2 separate regions of the Gossypium hirsutum genome follow, and region 2 is linked to region 1. Evidence: chromatin contacts called from public Hi-C data. All regions are on one chromosome and are shown on one strand. Each heading gives the region's core, a stretch centred on a gene start, on an enhancer-like site or on the middle of the called end of the contact. The rest is flanking DNA. Distances are from core to core; before and after follow the strand shown. Region 1 has its middle 31 kb from the start of LOC121224724. Region 2 holds the start of LOC107945503.

Evidence for each region. Hi-C and Micro-C count contacts between places; a contact is called where the count stands out from the background.
Region 2: a Hi-C map of petal shows a contact between it and region 1, with 4 times the contacts expected there. The contact joins the promoter of LOC107945503 here to the enhancer-like site in region 1. A contact is called at or near these places in 6 of 34 Hi-C or Micro-C datasets (hypocotyl, leaf and petal).

What each region holds. Positions count from the first base shown.
Region 1 is chrD12:33,412,389-33,415,549 of Gossypium_hirsutum_v2.1, forward strand. It overlaps the pseudogene LOC107945298. Among protein-coding and RNA genes, the nearest start is that of LOC121224724, 31 kb to the left of the region's middle. Within about 2 kb of position 1,488, at least 8 of the 9 cell types and tissues checked have an H3K27ac peak or open chromatin away from gene starts, as enhancers often do. A contact at or near this core is called in hypocotyl and leaf, where this site is marked.
Region 2 is chrD12:33,681,215-33,684,375 of Gossypium_hirsutum_v2.1, forward strand. LOC107945503 reads right to left here and starts at 1,468. Exons shown (of 9, transcript XM_016879542.2): 1 at 1,049-1,468; 2 at 814-969; 3 at 1-21. The coding sequence starts at 936.

The DNA.
Region 1 (3,161 bases), core at 238-2,737:
CATCACAGATGAAACTGGAGAAGAAATTTGGTCAATCTCCTGTTTTTGTGGCTTCCACTCTTCTAGAAAATGGTGGAGGCCCTCGAAATGCAATCCCTCCATCATTACTGAGCGAAGCGATCCAAGTCATAAGTTGCGGTTATGAAGATAAAACAGAATGGGGGAAGGAAGTAAGTAAAATGTTGAAAACGCTATCTGAATATTTAATATGGGCAAGTTTGTGATTTATTTCTCTCTCATAATCATCAAAATTTTGAACCTGCAAATCAGGTTGGCTGGATATATGGCTCTGTGACTGAGGATATCCTGACTGGCTTCAAGATGCATTGTCATGGCTGGCGATCTGTGTACTGTATGCCTAAACAACCTGCTTTTAAGGGTTCAGCTCCTATTAATCTCTCAGATCGTCTACACCAAGTTCTGCGATGGGCTCTTGGATCTGTTGAAATTTTCTTGAGCAGACATTGTCCCATTTGGTATGGATATGGGGGTGGGATGAAATGGTTGGAACGATTTTCCTACATAAACTCGGTCGTATATCCTTGGACCTCTATTCCCTTGCTTGTTTACTGCACCCTTCCGGCTATTTGTCTCCTTACTGGGAAATTTATTGTTCCTGAGGTAAGAACTCATTTTTTGTCTTGTTTTATGCTCTGTACTTGCATTCAAATTGTGCATTTTTACCTGTTTTGAGTTGATATTAAATCATTGATAACTGTTCAAAACCTGAAATTTGTCCATGTGCCCATGCCAGCATCATAATTGAAGCACTAGATGTGCTAGTCATTTGTTGACCCTGCCGTAATATCTTGATCTGGATAATTGAGTTATTTCTTTCCTATCTGTAATAAGTTTTTGTGTACTTTTTAAGTAGCATTTGCACCTGCTAACCTCAGAAGGGAGAGCTAGGGTACTTGTGGCTAGTTTCTTTGACAAGTTTTGGTTTTCATTGTATACAAATGTCTCCACCTATATATGGTGTCTGTTGAATTTTAACTTGTTTAATAGGGCCTTATCTAACTTGTAATTCCGGCTCACTCGCAGATTAGCAACTATGCCGGTGTTGTATTCATGGCTCTCTTTGTATCAATTGCTGTAACTGGTATCCTTGAGATGCAGTGGGGTGGTGTTGGAATCGATGACTGGTGGAGAAATGAGCAGTTCTGGGTGATTGGAGGTGTTTCATCAGATCTTTTCGCCCTCTTTCAGGGATTACTAAAGGTTCTGGCTGGTGTCAGCACAAGCTTCACTGTGACCTCTAAAGCAGCTGATGATGGTGAATTTTCTGAGCTATACCTCTTCAAGTGGACATCCTTGCTAATCCCTCCCACCACCTTGTTGATCATAAACGTAGTTGGTGTCGTGGTTGGAGTCTCAGATGCAATCAATAACGGGTACGATTCCTGGGGCCCCTTGTTTGGGCGACTATTTTTTGCCCTTTGGGTTATTATCCACCTTTATCCCTTCCTCAAAGGTTTACTTGGAAAAGAAGACCGGATGCCAACCATTATTTTGGTGTGGTCAATCCTGCTGGCCTCTATTTTGACTCTTATGTGGGTCCGGATAAACCCATTCGTCTCGAAAGATGGTCCTGTATTAGAAATTTGTGGGTTGAATTGTGATGACTAGGAAGATTCAGATAATGAAGGAGCATTGGCTCATCACTCATCTCACTTGCAACGCCTGTTGCCAAAAGGCTTGTGTTGTGATGGTTGAATGCTTTGAGGATATGTTTTCATGATGAAGATTTGCTTTATCATGAAAGCAATGCACAAAATTTTGGCATTGTATTAGGCAAATTATCGTGTAGGATGGGGCCGGGTTTTGTAGATATTAAGAGGGCTAGAGGCTTGGCTGACCACGTTGTTCTTTGTTTTTTACATACTTTTATTTTATTATTGATTCTTTTAGAATATTTTGACTTAAAAATTCCTGGCCAGTGTGGTGGGGTGTCTCAAAATTTATTCCTACTTTTTTTTTCTTTTTGAATCCTCGTCTCAATTGTTATATTGTTTGGTATGGACTTGGCAGTTTGTTCAATGTAACTCTCATAATTTATTATTAATAATAATATGAAATTTTATTTGTTTTTAGATGTCAATTATCAAATGCTATGTAATAAATATAATTTCTATTTAATATATAAACTCTCAATAATAATTAAAATTGTCGGACAATTTGTTGTAAATCCTCGGACATAGTGATTGCTATTGCTTTTACTAGAAATGAGTCCTTATTGAGGTTGTCATACATATATATATTTTTAAAATTTTAAATTCAATTGAAAATAAATATTGAACAATTTAGTCATATATGTGTGTTAATTTAAGGTTGTGTTTGGTTTTCATTGTTGATTTTAGGGTTATTTGTGAGATGAGTTTGAATTCAAATTTTTCTTTTTTCTTAAAAAATTGAATTTTTAAAAATAGAAAAATTGTATTTACGAACTTTCTTCCCCTCGCTTGAACTAATTTTGTAACAATGCAATTTGGGAAATTAAATAATTATTATGCAGCGTTAAAACGGTAACACAAGAAAGTAGCATAGAACTGCCATATTCCAATTAATTTAATACATTATTTTTCTTTCACATCATATGTACAATTGGTAAAGAAAGATCATGAATGATATGAAAAAAAAAAGATAATTGTGTTTATTTTTAATTAGTAGGGACCATATATGATGTGATAAGAAAGATTTATAAATTATTTTTTTCTAAATATATTTATTTTGCATCAAATGCTCCATTTGTTTCACTAAAAATAATTCTTGAAAAACGTTTTTTCTTTTTATATTTTCTTGTGTTTGTTTTATGAAAAACAAATTGTTCAATGAAAAATGATTACATGTCAACGAAAAATAAGCTTTTGTAAAATGACTTACCTTTTTTAAAAGCATAAGTCATTTTTTAGAAAAGAGCTCATTTATGAGTGATTTTATTTTTATATAAAAATTACCTTAAGTCAAACTTAATTTTATTATATTAATAATAAATTTTTATTTTTATTTTAAAAAATATTTAAAATTAATAAAATATTAAGATAAAATATTATAATTTTCAATCTTATTAAACAGACATATTTAATTATTATATCTAATCAAATAATAAATTATTAATATAATTTATTAATTTAAAATATTATTTAATGTTTCAATTTAAT
Region 2 (3,161 bases), core at 218-2,717, 270 kb after region 1:
AATCTCACTGGAACCTTTCTCCTACATAAAATTAGAGAGGCAAAACCAGATAAAAAACAATTTAGTTTTGTATTAAGTAATTCAATGCCAAGTTTTTTTCCCTCTAGGAAAATTTCAAAGGAGAAATTTTTCTAAACTTCAAATTGCAATCATCCAATTAAATCTTTCCATTAACTGGATTAACTACAGAAAGCATACTATTCAAATTTTACTAGAAAATACAATTTCCATTAAATAATTTCAAGAAAATCTCCTCGGTCAGTGATATAATTTCCATAACCGATTGCTATAACCATACCAAAGACCCGTTAGCCATTAAGAGCACAACCAGTCGAATAGAACAGTGGCCCAAATTCTATTTGATATCTAAATCATAAATTAAATAAATACCCTAAAAGGCATACTGAACTTGAGGGCAACCCGGAGTACATTTTTATCACAACATTGCCACTCTACACTGGTTTTACCACCATGAAAATGAAGCATTTGCATAAACCCAATTATCACAAGATTGACACCATGAAACATTTTTTATCAACATAAATTTCAAAAGTTAGATATCCATATATCTGCTCATCTATTCTATGTACTTAAACATGGGTATGGGGATATGAATCTCGGAATAAAAGGAAAAACTTCAGAAAAAAAATCAAACAAAAGCCTGTTAGACACATAGCTACTCATTCTATAGGAAGCATTTCATCCAAACAATTATAACGCACACATATGTAACATTTATTGCTGAAACAAAGCAAAACAAGAAGTGAAACTATCGAGTTAAAATTAAAAGAGAGAGTAGAAACAGGAAGTTACTTGGAGGATAGTGGTGGCATAGGTAATATAATTCCTCATTCTGCCTTGTGTTGTTAGCCTAATTTCATTTTCGTTTATGGGAATCTCTGCTTTTGGCTTCTCCACCCTCTGATACCTATCCATCTTTCTCAATCGCCTCTTCCCCCACTTTCAAATCTGAAACAAAAATCAATTAAACACACACAAACACACACAAAACCCAATAAAAAGAAACTCTGGGTTTTGTTGGATTTACCTTATCTAAATGCAAATAAAGCAAGAGACTGAAACAGGAACTGAGACCAAACACCTTTATTTTATTGTATTGTATTTTCTTTTTTTTCTGTATATCTATCAGAAGTTTGAATGGGAATAATGGTTCTCGAAGTTGAAGGCTCAGGCGATAAGGTCGGGTAGCTTGAAGCGGTTTTTAATTATCAATAAGTTTAGAGTGGAGATTTTGTATGTTTACGGTACTTTGAGAGAGAGTAGGGCTTTTCTTCACTGTAGTCGCGGTCTTTCCGCCGATTGGACCGCGCTCTCCCATCGCCATTCACTAAGCCTAAAAGCCTCGCTCGCCTGCTTTAGCCCAGCCCATCATTCCTCTTTTCTTTTAAAAATATGTTTTCTTTTAAGATTATCTCCATGTGGAGTTTATGGTTGATATATGCGCTGCAAATCTTTGTATGTTGCAACTGAATTTTAGATATATTGGATTAAAGTACCTTAGACAGGTCATTGTCAAATTTTTGGCAGTTTCTAATTGAGTTGAAATTATTTTTTATTGAAATTATTTTTTTACCCTCCACCGTAATAAATTTGTTAGACATTTCTTGACATCCTTTGGTGTCAAGTATATATATATTTAGGTTTTCGCTATATGCCGTAAAGCTAATTTTATTAATGAATTTAAGAGTTTACTAATTAATGTAAACCTAATTCTAACTAATGTTTTGTATTGATGCTCATATTCATATGTGTCAGAGATTCTTTTTACTAATTAATCTAAATCTAATCCTATTTAAATAGAGTTGACATCTATGGTTGGTGTTTTCTTTATAATTCTTTTTTATATTAGTTATGAATACTCTTTCCTCATTTTGTTTTTTATACCCCAATGAAGTTGTTTATAATTTTAGATGGTGTCGAAAAAATGCGATTTTAGAATTTAATTCCGTAATTAAGTTAGTAAAATTACGAATAGGAGAGATTATATGTTTAAATTGAAAATATATCAGTGGTCGGTAAAGATATTAAATCGAGAAAATCGATAATTATAGTCCAATGACTAAATTAGAAAAATTCAATCACTATTAAATTTTAAATTGGAAAATGCTTGAGGACTTGACTGGCAATTAACCAAAAGACTTAATGGTTATTTAACCATTTATTCTATATGGATAGTCGAAAATGCTGATGACCCGCCCACTTATAATTAATAAAGCTTAACCATTAAATTAATCATTCTTAAAGTTGAAATTTGGGCTAATTAGGTTTGATTAAATAATTAATCAATATATTAGTGGGAAAGAGAAAACTAGGAAGCGAATGCTTAAAGAAGAAAGAAAAATTCTTCGATGTTCTTTAGGCATTCGGTCAAAGATTAATCAAAGTAATTAAGTTGTTTTTTTCTTAAGGATTTTATGAATTTTGAATAATGAGAGTTTGTTTTAGCTAACCTATTTATTGATTTCTTCAATTGTTAGATGTTTAGCAAATTACCATTAAGGTATAATTGATGAATTTAAGCTTGAATTTGAAGAGATTGCTAAGTAGTAAGCTTGGATTATGTTAAGGATTAAGTTGGTAATTAAGTTAAGCTTTATAGATAATTTTATGACATTAGGGACTAAATTGAAAGTTAAGAAATTATGCTATAAATTAAAATTACAAGGTCCCTAATGAAACAATATTAAATTAGATTTTGATTCGATGTTAAATATCGAAAAATATGAATATTTCGGAATAGAGATTAAAATGAATAAAATGCAAACTATTCTTGATTATGTGATGTTCATGTGATTGGGAGAAAACTAATATCGTTTTTATACTTGAATTATTGTATGTAGCTAAAGATGATGTTGAGCTGTCCCGAGATAAAGAAAAGGCTACAGTCATAGACGAATAGCTAATCAAGGTTTGTGCTTCCATGATTTGAATTCAATACATATACATATATTCATATGACTTGTTGCATGCTAGCTTGATTAAGGTAATGTACATACTTGTCTCATGAACTTGGTAAGTATTACATGGTTGGTAACTTGTGAAAGATGTGGTGATATGAAATTATATGAATTCGATTGAGCATGATATAAATTGTTATTATATGAAACTCTGATATGTGATCATGAATATATATATGTTTA